2 separate regions of the Delphinus delphis genome follow, and region 1 is linked to region 2. The links are chromatin contacts, called in public Hi-C maps. All regions are on one chromosome and are shown on one strand. Each heading gives the region's core, a stretch centred on a gene start, on an enhancer-like site or on the middle of the called end of the contact. The rest is flanking DNA. Distances are from core to core; before and after follow the strand shown. Region 1 holds the start of PRPF19 (pre-mRNA processing factor 19). Region 2 holds the start of MRPL16 (mitochondrial ribosomal protein L16).

The links. A called contact is a pair of places that touch in the nucleus more often than the background predicts.
Region 1: a Hi-C map of lung shows a contact between it and region 2, with 5 times the contacts expected there. The contact joins the promoter of PRPF19 here to the promoter of MRPL16 in region 2. A contact is called at or near these places in 2 of 3 Hi-C or Micro-C datasets (lung and muscle).

Annotation. Positions count from the first base shown.
Region 1 is chr8:100,128,195-100,134,883 of mDelDel1.2, forward strand. PRPF19 (pre-mRNA processing factor 19) reads right to left here and starts at 4,381. Exons shown (of 16, transcript XM_060018975.1): 1 at 4,164-4,381; 2 at 2,405-2,554; 3 at 2,146-2,222; 4 at 1,041-1,182; 5 at 884-957; 6 at 670-732. The coding sequence starts at 4,182.
Region 2 is chr8:99,770,816-99,777,525 of mDelDel1.2, forward strand. It overlaps MRPL16 (mitochondrial ribosomal protein L16), which reads right to left and starts at 2,858. Exons shown (of 4, transcript XM_060018966.1): 1 at 2,688-2,858; 2 at 2,265-2,330; 3 at 443-591. The coding sequence starts at 2,742. The region is part of intron 10 of STX3 (syntaxin 3); the gene reads left to right.

The sequences.
Region 1 (6,689 bases), core at 3,131-5,630, 360 kb after region 2:
GAAACTGAGCCTCAGAGAAGTGAAGTCACTTGCCCAAGGCCAGAGGCAATAAATGGCACGGTTCCCAGACCACGCCTGCACCACTAAGATGAGAGCTGAGATGCATGTTGACAACCTGAACGGCTTGGAAAAGACACACACTATCAACTCGTACTAAGGAGGATCCCCTGAGTATAACAGAGCACTGGACTTGGACTCAGGGGCCAGCTCTGCCTCTTGTGAGCTGTGCCTTTGAATCTGAACCTCACATTCTTTACAGATTCTTCATTTGTAAAATGAAAATGATCACTCCTGTTCTGTCTCCCTCAAAAAAAAAAAAAGAAAACGTGTAACAAAATGTTTTAGTCTGCAAAGAACCGTAATGAGAGCAACAAACGGTACTTAAGAGTAATAAAAATCTGTAAAATTCCCACAAGTCTATAAAGCAGGTACCATTACCCTCACTTCAGAAGGCAAATTAGACACAGGACTGGTTAAGTCAGCCCAAGGTCATAAAGCTTATAACTGGTGATATCAAAACACAAAGCCAGGCAGCCTGGTCGGAGTCTGTGCTCTGTGCCACTCGACTTCATCTCCAAATGGATGGGATTTTTATTCGTATTGGACTCCAGGCAGATAGTGAAAAGGGAGGACCCATCAGCCTTCCCACCAAGTGAGAGCACGACATACCTTCTGAATAATCTCGGGAGTCATTCCCACCAGCTCGCCCAAATCCATCGGCTCGCCTGCACCCTGAAGAGCAGAAAGGTGAAGGTGAGAGGAGCACAGAAATGCCAGAGAGCCTTGCAGAGGAGGGCTGTGTGAGCCACCGTGCGCGCGTGCGCATACACACACACATACACACGTGTGCGCGGGCTGCTGGCGAGGCTGGGGGGACACTCACCACAACACTAGGCTGGGAGCTCGGCACAGCCTGGGGCACGATGAGCCCAGCCTGCGGTTTCAGGGTAGCCAGAGCTGGGAGAGAAGACAATGTCAGAAACAGGCTATTATAAAACAGGCCCAGCCCAGAGTGGGGCATGGCAGGCGAGAGGCTCTACCTTCTCGGGCAGCAGTGACTTCCTTGGTGAGACGGGCGATGACACGGCAGGCGGCATCGTGCTGGTACAGAGCGTGGGACAGCTCTTGGCGGGTGGTCTGCAGCTGCTGGCGCAGGGTGAAGCTGTGGAGCATGACTGCGTCCTGGGAGAGGGAGATGCCACTGAGGGGGTGGGGGAGGCACGAGGAGCACCCAGCAGAAGAGTCAGCCCTTGATAAGAAGACTAGACCAGTACCGGTGACCCGAGCAAGATCTGAGTAACTCTGAACGCTTTGGGAGATGCCCCCGAGCTCCTACGCACGCCAAACCCTGGGCACACAGACAGGAGTGGGAGCCAATTCTTTCCCATTCCCATCTTCTCTAATTTACCGGCACATCTCAGATGTCGTGCCGTCACCTTGTCAAAGGGAATAAAAATGCTACAGCTGCTATTTATTGATTGCCCTCACTGCGTCAGGCACTACGTCAGACAATCCTCAAGATGTAGTCGTTCATTCACACTTTAGAGCACCTACTATGTACCTGGCGCTGCTCTCAGTGCTGGGGCTCTATTGATGAGTAAAATAAGCCCCTGACATCATGAAGTTTATACTCTAATCTTATTCTAATTCTCCCCAAACCCTGAGAGAGAGGCACTAATCCATGTCATACGGTCAGGAAAAGCAGGACCTGGATACGAGCAACTTGCCCAGGGACAAGGCAAGTGGGCAAGGAACAAAGCGTGGAGCCCAGATCTGTGTGAGGTCAAGAAGCAGGCTCCTCTTCTGCTCTCACCCTCCCCTCAAAAGAGAAAGTAATGCTCCATCCCTCCCACCCCCACGTCCTAATCCAGTGATCCCTTCTTTTTTTTTTTTTTTTTGTGGTACGCAGGCCTCTCACTGTTGTGGCCTCTCTCGTTGCGGAGCACAGGCTCCGGATGCGCAGGGTCAGCGGTCATGGCTCACGGGCCCAGCCGCTCCGCACCACGTGGGATCTTCCCGGACCGGGGCACGAACCCGTGTCGCCTGCATTGGCAGGCGGCCTCTCGAGCACTGCGCCACCAGGGAAGCCCCAGTGATCCCTTCTTTTCAAGTGGGTAAGATACCAGTTCTCTTCCAGGGCCTTACCCATTCGTCCTGCAAGGCTTTCAGAATGGCTGGGATGCTGGTGGCTGAGGGAGGCTTGGGCCGGATTGGGTGAGCAACTGCCAAGAGAGGGAAGGTGGATGTGAAAACCCACAGCCCAGGGCACTCTGCCCCTCCCCCGCTCTTCCCCTTCAGCCTGCACTAACCGACCACCGTCCCCTCCCTGAGTGCGTGGGCACCCCCTCCCACCCTCCCAGGCCCTGGGCTAGGACGGCCCTGGACTGAGGCGGCCAGCAGGCACCTTTGATATCGATGAGCTGCTCCTCGGACAGAGGCTGGTTGTTGATGGGATCCGTGCCATTCTCTGCAATATACTTCTCAATGAGCCGCCGCTCGTAGACGTGATTAGAGACAGGGGACACACACGGGTGCTCTGGTACTTCATTGGAGACTGCGGAGAAAAGGCAGGCAGTGAGCCTGGGGTGGTGAAAGGGCCACAGGGATGCTCCACCTACTACTGGCCGCCACAAGACCACACGTCCCTACACTCAGCTAACAGCAATTGAGACGTGACACCGAGCCAGTTTCGGACGGTACCCAGAACATCTTCCAGCCACCTAACTAGCTTCTCCATCAGTCTCCTGACAGGCAGATAGTCAATAAATAATTATTACAGGACTACTAAAGCCAGGCACCTAGAGAGCAGTCAGTAGTCCCCACCCATCTCATTTTTGAACAAAGATGCTTAGGCACCCATTATACCGCAGGACAGAGAGATACACACAAAGCCATTCAAGTCTCAAACTAGAGCCTAGATGGATTCTCAAACAGAGAAATTACAAAGCGAGGTACCAAGTGCTATGATAACGAAAAGCATTTACACGGTGTTTACTAGGTGCCAAGGGCGACTGTAAACATTCTCCACTGCTTAACTCATCCTCACAACAACCCCCGACAGAGCTATCATTTACACCCCTCGAGGACAGGGATTATAGCTGGTCTCTGCCTTCCAGAACAATGCAGATGCCCAGCGGGCACTCAGTAAACATCTAACGATGAGCAAATGACAGGAAGGACGGAGCTGGGAAAAACAGAAAAGAGCTTTCTCAAGGTTCAAACAATGAATGTGAAAATACTTTGCACACCGTCATTTCTTTAAGGCGTAAGGTTCCTTTTTCTAGTCACATTTCCTTTCGCTCCGTCTTCCCTTTGTATTGGATTTACGGAGAGGTTCTGAGAAGAGTAAAGGGCTTGAGAGTTAGGAAGCCAAGAGAGAGAAAAATGAGAATCTAATACCCGGATGAACAATGAGAATGCAAAACCTCTGCACGCCTCAATAAAACACCTAAAGGAAAGACAGGACAAGGTATGTGAAAAGAGCATGGATTCAGGGTCAGAGAACCTGGCTCCATCATGCAGCTCTGCCACTTCCTAGCTGTACTGTTTTACAAAAGCCACACTCTCCTTGAGCCTTACATCCTTATCTGTAAAACCAGATGTTTATTTCTGCTCTGGAGAATTCTTATGAGGATATAACGAGATCACAGTCTTGCAAGCGCGCTGTAAACCAACAGAGACCTGGCTTCCAGCCCTGTCACTGCCTCTAACCTACTGTGCGACTTCTGCAAATTGCAGAAGTTCTGCCTACCCAAGCGAGGCGCCTCAGACAACATCCAGTGCCAAGGCCTTCATTTTGCAGATGGGGAAACTGAGGCCCGCATCCCTGCGCCAGCGGAGGCGGATCCTGCACAAGCCCTAGGGTTTCCTGTTTCCCCTGCACCTGCTCCCCTCTATCCAGGCCTCAGTTCCACTGCGCAAACGAGATGGGTGGCCTCAGTGCTGCCTGCGACAATACGCTTGAGGCGTTATGTAAACTGTGAAGCGCAGCGCAAATGCACCTCCCACTTAAGGAGGACCCCCGGGCTGACAGGCCGCCGCCCTGCCTCCCGGGAGCCCTATTTTCACCTCCGCCCCAACCCCGGCGTCGCAGCGGCCCGCATATCCTCCCGCTCGGCTCTCCGGCCTCCTGCGACCCGAGATCGGCCGCAGCCAATACTCACTAGAGCAGATCAGGGACATGGCGCCGTCGCTGCGTTCCGAGGCTCCTCACACCGGGCTCCGGGATCAGCTTCCGAGCCTCCGCGGGCCACTTCCGGTTCCCCGCTGCTTCCGGCACGCTCCGCTAAGAGCGGGGAGCAGCCCCGCCGAGCGACGCTCGCTTAGGGCTTCACGTGGGACCGCGACCGGTCGCGCGCCTCAGCCTCGGGCACTTAACGGAAGCTGCCCTTTCCCAGAATGCAATCGGGCAGGAAAGGGCGCGCCAGGAACTACTCGGCTATTTCCGGGCCCTCTCGGCTCGTTCCGTAAAGCGCTCCCAGGGGCTAGGAAAGGAGACCGAAACTACATTTCCCATGACGCAGTGGGACTTTAAAGCCAATCAATTCAGCGACACCCTTTTGAGACCGGAGCTGGCGGGGACCGTGAGACCGTAGTCTTGCAAAATTTGGTGTATGCGAGAATTTCTTAACGAACTTCTTAAAATGTATCTTCCTGGGGTCTACTTTAGAGAGTATGCGTTGTCAGTGCGTGCCCCACGTGATTCTCGGGCAAGTGTTTCTCGGAATACGCTTTGAAAGACCCAGTGAAGTAGGCGCAGGTGCAGATGGGTAGAGAAACTAACACTGGCCAAGAAACTGTTCTGGTCTTGCCTCTACTACCAATTTGCTGTGTGATTTTGGGCAAGTCCTCACCTTCTGCTCATCCACACTGGCCTTTTAAGTCCTCAAACTTACCCACTCTGGCTGGTTCCAGTTATGTTTGCCCAGAACACTTTCCTCAACTCCCTCTCTTCTTTCCCTCCCCTCCCATCCGCTCCAAAGTAAACTCAAATCACACCTTAAATGGTACTTCCTCTGGAGCGTCTTTCTTGACCCCTGACTGAATTTTAGTCACGGTGCCCTGTCATTCTCCCCTGAGCCACTCTGGATAACTATACTCATTTAATTATTTAATTATGTACAAGTATCTGTTTGCTGTCTGGGTTCTCCGCTAGGCCATAAAGTCCGTGATGGCAGAAACCATGATTGTTCCGGTCGCTGTTGTTTCTCAGAGTCTAACACGGTGCCCAACACAGAGCAGGAACGTCATAACTATTGTTGGTTGAATAACAGGCTGCGTGACAGGCCAGGCATCGTAAGTACTTGGATGTGGTAGGAAATAAAATGGATCCGTTTAGAGGGGACCTTGAACCTGAGGTGGTTAGACTTGATTGGGTTCACAGCCGGACAGCAGATCAGCTATGGAGTGATAACCACATTTCCAGAAGATTCCTCTGGAAGACATTAACTGGATGGGTTGGAGGGGGAGAGAGAAAGACTCAATAATTCATTTGTTGGACAAATCTATTGAGTATCCACTATGTGCTAGTCAGGCTCTGTACTTGATACTGGGGATAGCACTCTGAGCAAAACCAGAGGTGTCCCTGTGCTGGGGAGCTTATGGCTGTGACAGAAGATGGAGGAAATGGGGAGTCATTTCAAGGCTTCTGAGTTTCAAAACAAGCCCCTCAGGGAATAGAAAGGATTCGGGGCAATTGATTTTGGAGTAACTATTACAGGTGAGAACATGATCTCAGGTTCCTCCCCACTGCCCCCAGTCTCAATCTCCCCACAAAGGAGATAAAGATTACCTAAGGCTGGGAAGGAAAGAGGTGGGGGAATGGGCTGTATGCATAGCTGTCAGTGGGTTCTTGAGACTGGAACTCTATGCCCTGCTCCCCCAGGCCAAGGCTGCTGCTCCTTGGGAAGCAAAGGTACACATTGGTCAATAACTCAGAAGCTCCATTTCCCAGGAAGATTTAGTTGCAACCTGTGTGGACAACTGACAGAGGATTAACCAGGACAATGCAGCTCAAACAACTAAGAGGATTAGGTGAATTCTTCCCCTCCACGCTTTGGCCCTATGTTAATTTTCCAAAAGGTGTGTACAACCTGTAAAACAAGGGTGGGAAGAACCCTGAACTAAGAGTGTTCCTACCACTCAGATGGAAAAGAGAGTTGAAAAGAAATTAACTTGTCATAAGAAAAAAAAAAAGTTATATTTCCTGCACAGGAAAATCCAAGTGACATGAGATTGGTAGTCCTACAAATCAAAAACGATCTCACAAGCAAATGTGAAGTTGCAACTGTGAGAAAGGCTGGAAGGTGTTGCCCAGGATGCTACCAGAGCCTGTTCTGGAAGAAAGAGACCCTTAGCCAAGGCAGGAAGTGATGAAGGTCCAGAGGAAGATGGATGTGTCTGAGAAACATCTGAAGGAAAGAAACAATCTGACATGGGGACAGACTGATTGCTACTCATGTGTAGTCTGTGTGCAACAAAGAATGTCACTTATCATCCAGTCCTATAAGGATTAAATCATTAGCCACTATAATCGCAGCCCTACAGTTCACCCTGAAAAGAATTCAGGACAAAGAACAGGATGAGGCACGCTGTGCTTTGGAAAAATGCACAAAACAGGCCCTTAGATGTAACAGGAGAATTTTTATGACCCCAATTCTTGCATCTTCCTATACTTTAGAAAAGCACTA
Region 2 (6,710 bases), core at 1,608-4,107:
TGGCAGGGGCTGATCGTGCAGGCTGTGGGAATCGGACGTTAAAACATCACTCTGGCTGCCTGATGGGAACTAAATCCTTGTCCATAGCCATGTGTGTAGGTACTGACGTCAAGTCTTCACGGAAGCTACTTGATGAGTAAGGAAACATCTGTCCCATGTACTAAAACATGGATAGTTTTATTTTGACCAGAGGCTTGAGAAAATCTCATGGTCTAACTATGGGGTAAGTTAGGTACCCTCTTCCTTCTGCTTTTACATTATTTTCACTCTATGTAAAACAAAAAACATTTATGACTTAATGCTTACTGGGTCCTGCTCATCAGTTTAAAGAGCAACTAGTGGCAGTTCTAGTAAAACCTGTGGAGGAAGAGACGAGAATGAACTCAAGGAGTCTATTTTAATCCCTGGCTTCCGTCCTACAGCCGCTTGACGCTGGACTCACCAAGATCGCAAAACTGCCTTCAGTGAACTCAGTGGCTTCAGTGGAAGGTCCCCTTATGTCACTCAGGTTTTTAGGCTCTCTTCTCACTTTTGGCACAAGTGGTACCCTTTCAACAAATCTAAGCTTGGGCTTTTCAGGAATGGAAACATCTAAAAGGAGCACAGACAACCAAGAGTAAGTCAAACCACACATCTCAAAGGATTCATTTTCTTCCTAGAAAGATTTATAACAATCAGGTCAAAGTCTTAAAGTTACCACTCAACAGCAATTCCAGAAGTGTGTGAGGTTTATCTTGTGGATGCTTTTCGCTGACACTGGAATCTTCTGATTACGACAGTGGTTGATGCAAATGTTTTTGAACCTTTTAAGAGCAGAGTTTTAACCTTCAAACCAAAATGCTTTTTTAAAATGCCGACTCTGTACCTAACACCGAAAGAGGGACTGTTAGAGAAGGTACGAAGGTATGAGAGTGTCACAAAGTAACACTAGGGAACATTTGTGTGTGTGTGAATGTTTACTAAGTGCTGGAATTGAGCTGAGTGCTTTACATGCATCATCTCATTTAATCGTTAAAACAACTTGATAGCCTTGGTATCTTTTAGGGCTTCCTTTTTAATGTTTTTAAACCTTTAAAAGTTTAACACACATGTATCAAAGGGCCCCATAAAAAAATGTGAATTACCACAAAGTGAACACACAGACACACCCACATAACATCCACATCAAGAAACACAACATTAGGCAGGTGGTATTTTTAGTCCATTTTATAGAAGAGGAACTTCAGGCCTAGAGACATTTTATAATTTGGTTCGGGTCATCCAGTCAAAACAGAAAAGCTAGACACTATGTCACTTAAGAAAAAATACCACACTGCCTCTCTGATAAGAGGCAGTGGAAAGGATACTATATTGTACATCAAAATACCTAAGTTCTCCTGCTCTGCCCATTCTTGCTGGGAAACTTACAACCTAGTACTCCTTTGATCAGTGCTCTTTGCTTTATATATACAGGGGCTTTTCATGCTGAGGCCTGTACTACAATGTGGTTGCTGGGTGAGGGGCCAGACATGCTACGTCTTTATCATGTCTGACGTTTTGACAATATGGAAAAAAAAAATTAACTTGTAAGTCATCTAAAGTATTTCTACAGTAAAACAAGCATGGCTCTGTGATGGAGTCCAGTATAAAACAGGAGACTTTAAGGGCTACAGAAACTGCCCCCTGCCATTTCTATATGTAGCTACACAGAAACTTAGTAATGCTTTCTCTTGCCTCCACGGCCATATGTACTCCAGTGCATGTAGTAGTTTCTCAATTATGTGTAGAAGATAAGGCCCTCAGAGGTCAAGGCCGCTCTCATTTTTTTTGAGATTTCCAATATATTAAAAAAAAAAAGGTAAGTTAGATATACCAAATTGTGGCTTACCTTAATTGTTTATATTAACAAATTAATGCTTTTCACATAATATTGTTGCTGCCTGCACATGTGTAACCTCATTTGGAGAAAACATCAAAAGTCTCAGTTGAGGCCAGTTAGGTTTAGCTGAGTGGGCAGCTGTGGGCCACGCACCAGTGGTAGGCCATATGGGAGATATCCCATGACAGGTTGGCTCCCTAAAAGCAGGAGTCTTTTTGAGTCTCTTGTTCTTCGATTTCTCTCTAGCGTTTAGAACACTGCCTGGCATACAGTATGTCTTCAATACATAATTACTGAATGGGTGAATGGGGATAGGGGGCACAAGAACACGCCTACTCTTTACCTATCCTCTGCTGGGTTCCATCACAGAAAAGGCTTACAAACAGGAAAACGGATAAGCTCTCACCTTCAAAAGTGGGCACCGGGAGCAGCGTCTTTAGGCCAGCGCTGGCGGGCGGCGCTGCCCAAGAATCTACAAAGACAGATCAAGTTAAACGACGAAGGCCAGGGCTTGGTACACTCTGGGCCAAATACGCTCCTGACAGAGGTGTCCTGTGGGTTTGGGACGTGGGTTCCACTAAAGGGGCTCACAGGCACTACCCCCCGCCCCCAAAGGACAAGCCGGGGACTCTGGGCGCCGATCCCCAGGTTGCACGAACGCTGTTGACCCTTTTGCACGAATCTTATGGCGGGAGGGGCGGCAGCAAAGGGCAGCCCCTTCCCCGCGCTTCCGCAACCGTGCGCAGAGTCTTGGGACCGTGCGAGATACCCGATGCGGGGGAGGGGTGTGGAGAGAGGCAAGGCCTGGAGGGATCAGGGGATTTCTGACCTAACAAACGCGCCCGCAGGACGGGCGCGCGGGCGCGAGCCAGGAGCCGCCACATGGTCACGCGCGTGCGGTCGCGTCGGGCTCCCCACGGCGACCGCAGCGAACACTTCGACGCGGGCGCGGAACGCGGCACTCTCGAGACACGCCGGAACCGGCTCCGGCTCCCACCTGGTCGGGCCGGAAGTTGCGTTCGCGCCGGTCCCCCCTGCAGTGAGGGCGGGTGGAAGCGGAAGAAACCGGAGCCTCGGAACGTGGGTTCCGGCCTGGTGTGTGCGGGTCCCGCCCCGCGTTCTTTCCGGGGTCTCTCCGGAGGTGAGGGCGGCAGGGCAGGGGGTTCTCTCCCCCCAGTACCATGCTGAGAAAGCCTGGGTTCGTATGGCAAGTTGGTTCCTTACAATTCACTACGTTACGCCGCGTCTCTAGCCCCCTTCTCTCCCGCAAGACGTTAGAAAAAAGCGAAGGACTCATCACTGTCTTAACATTTCCTGGGCTCTTGCACGGTGTCGGGCGGTGAGTACCTCATCCTTGCGTCTAGTCCTCCCAACGAATCCGTGCGATAAGTAAGTCATTGCACCCACTTTGCAGATTCCATCTCGAAGGTCAAAGGATTTAACTTTCCTAGGGTCACACAGCAGGAAAACAGTACAATCAGTATTTGAGCACAGTCGGTGTGACTCCACAGACCCCAGTGAACGGACAATATGACTCGATATCAGGTTAAAATGAAAAAAGGTATAATTCTTCTGGGAGAATGTTGGGCAACTCATTTTTATGGGCATGATGCTTTTTAATATTTAGAAAGAGAGAGTGTCTCTTTCCAAGCTTCTAGGATACCGATGGGATTACCAATTGAGGCAGATGTCTGTTGTATTTAAATCATGCTAAATCTGTGCGTGGTCTTTCTCCAAGGATTAATATCGTAAATGGCAACAAATAAAACCTGTAATCTCGCAAAGCTACTGGAAGAACTCTCCCTGTCCACAGTTTTATGTACTTCTTAATTATTTGCACACTGACTCTGTATCAAAAGAGTTAGTGAATTTTATTACAGCCAATCATTTCTGTCCCAAGAGCAGTTTTAAAAGGTTCAACTGCCCCCGCCCCCTCAGCCCGTGTCAGATTCTGGGCAGCCCTTCTGTGCTCCCCTCTCCCTTCCACCGAAAGTGGGAGATTCAGATGTACTCAGGTATTTAAAAATCTCAAGCTGAATATTGTATAAGATTGTTTGGATGGAGAATAAAGCTGCCGTACAATCACTCTTTGATTGGTCTCTAAGTCTTCTGGTGCCCTAAAATTTCTACCTCATTGCTTATTTTAAAAGAACTAAAAATTAACTCAAAATTCTACATTTAAGGAGTACCATAATGTCTATTTTTCTTTGTAAGAGTTGTGTTAAGTACAATGGAGGATACAAATATGAAAAATCGGTGACCCTTTATGAATTTATATTTATGTAGGGATGATATGATGAGAATACAATTAGCTAACGTTGAGATATGAGAAGTTTAAATAAAGGGCTGTGAAAAATCGAAGGATGGACCTGAGGTCTTCCCTGATCACAGAAAATCATTTTTCCCTTCGATTTTTCTTCTCTTCTGATAGTTCTATGGCTGTTATTTGTAGGAGACTGAGGTTCAGGGATTACACGATTTGCTACACAGTATGATGCAAAGTAGGATTAAGAACCTTGATGAACTTACTTTTATTGGAATGCATTTGCTAACATCTCCCAAAAGTTGGTCTTTGAACTTTCCTGAGGCCTCTGTTAAAAATGTAAATATCTGGTCCCCACTTACTAAGAAACTCTAAAGGTGGGGTTCAGGAAGTCCTATTGTGAACTAGCCCCACGAGTGATTCTAATGCCCAATCATGTTTGGGAATCAGTGCTCTATGAGCACTTTGAAAATTTAAAAAGTAGAGTATAGGTACAAGGCATTGTTTCTGGACTATACAGGCCAGTACTCACTGGGATGTATATTTTTCCCACCTGTATAAAAATTAACACCTCAGTTTTTAATCTTCTTATTTAAACATCCAGAGATAACAGAAACTTGTAGCCCAGTCCCAGGTCCGGTTGTTGACTTAAATGGCACACACAGACACACACACACATACACATACACACCTTACTGCCATGAGAAAAATGAATGTGTCTACACATATTCCAGAGCTTTCCAGCTAAATTAGAGTCAGTCCCAACTTGGGGAGTTCATAGAGTTTTACAGGAGAGCTATTTCCAGCATTTCTCAGGGAGTAAGTCAACAGGCACGAAGAATGGATCTAGTCCTAATTGTTTGGCCAAGAAGAGGGAACAATGCCGACTACTGTTCATGCTTTTGTCTTGGCGTTTACGGACTAGATCCATGGTATTCCTATGAATTTTTTCACCATAATAAATGATTCCCTATTGTGGCTTAGTCAAGTTATTTACAAGTCTGTTATTATAGACCATGCTGTAATAAACATCCTTATACAGACCATTTGCGTACTGTTTTGGTATTTCTTTTGAGCAAATTCCAAAGAAGAATCACTGGATCAAAGGGATGTTCATTTAAAATCATTTTACCTCATCAAATTGCGTGAAACGGGCCTTCACCAACAATGTATCAGTGTGACTTTATAAACACCCCTTCTGAGGAAGGATATGAACGTTCTTTTAGAGCTTTGCCAATATGAAAGGTGAAAAACCACATCCAGTGTTATGTTTATAACAGGGTTTTAAAGCAGAATTGCTTCTGACTTAGTTTTGCCTGAGGGCCCAAGGTATGTGGTAATCCCCGTATTCCAGAGTGAGGAGCTGGGCCTCCTAGGCTGGACTTATCAAGGAGCTGGTTGGAAGTGGCTTTGCTCTTCTTAGCTACCCACTCTCCTTCAGCCTGTAAAAAGCACTGGAAAAATCAAGAAAGGAAGTGGAAACTGGCAATGACAATAAAGATTTCTTTGGACAGAGCTGACATACTGTGAGTTTCACTTCCCCTCTCCAATGGTTAGGGATGAGGTGAGCCATCCAGCCTAGTGAGAGACACTTCAGGACCGCGCAGAGAGCTTGGTATGAGGCCTCTGCAGTTTGAAGGGGGTTGGTGTTGACACGGGCTCGGGAAAGTCTACGTTTGGAGGCTGATCAAAGCAGCCTGTGACATCAGAGTAGAGAGAAGTAGCCACACTACTATTGATGGCAGGTCAAAGGTGTGAATATCCTGTTGACCAGATGCGGACCCCAGTGCAGTGTGTGGGTTTACGGTTTTCTTATATCCTGTCCAACGGGACCCCATGGAGAGACAAGGAGAAAGAAGGTGGAAGAGGTGTAATGATGGATGTCCAGGGCCTGTGAGAAGAATTATATGCAAACAGCCAACCGTTTAGCAGAGATGAATTTGCCTGCGTCAAGGGAACTGAGATGTCCTCAGCAGTTAGGGTTAGGGTGTGTGTGTGTGTGTGTGTGTGTGTGTGTGTGTGTGTGTGTGTCCTCTGAAGACTCCATAAAGCACCATATATACCCGGACCCGAGTCAGTACTGTTGGGTGCTGTAACGAAGTACCCCAGACTGGGTGGCTTAAACAATAGAATTTTATTGCCTCACAGTTCTGGAGGCTTGAAGTGTGAAATCAAGGTGTCAGCAGGGTTGGTTTCTTCTGAGGGTTGTGGGGAAGGATCTCTGCTTGGCTGGTAGATGGCCGTCTTCTCCCTGTGTCTCTTCATATCATTTTCCCTCTATGTTTGTCTGTCATGTGTCCAAATTCCCCCTTTTTATAAGAACGCTAGTCTTATTGGATTAGGGCCCACCTTAATTATCTCACTATAACTTGATTTCCTCAGTAAAGCTCCTTTCTCCAAATAAGGCCACATTTTGAGGTGCTGGGGGTTAGGACTTCAACTTATGTTTTTTTCAGGGGAGAGGAGGATACAAGTCAACTCATAACAGGTACCATGACGGTAAGCCATCCCAAAGGGGTCAGAGGTGAGGGGTCAGGGGTAGAAAAGGTCTTAAGTGATTGGTAAATGTGCAGAAGTGAGGAAATAAGA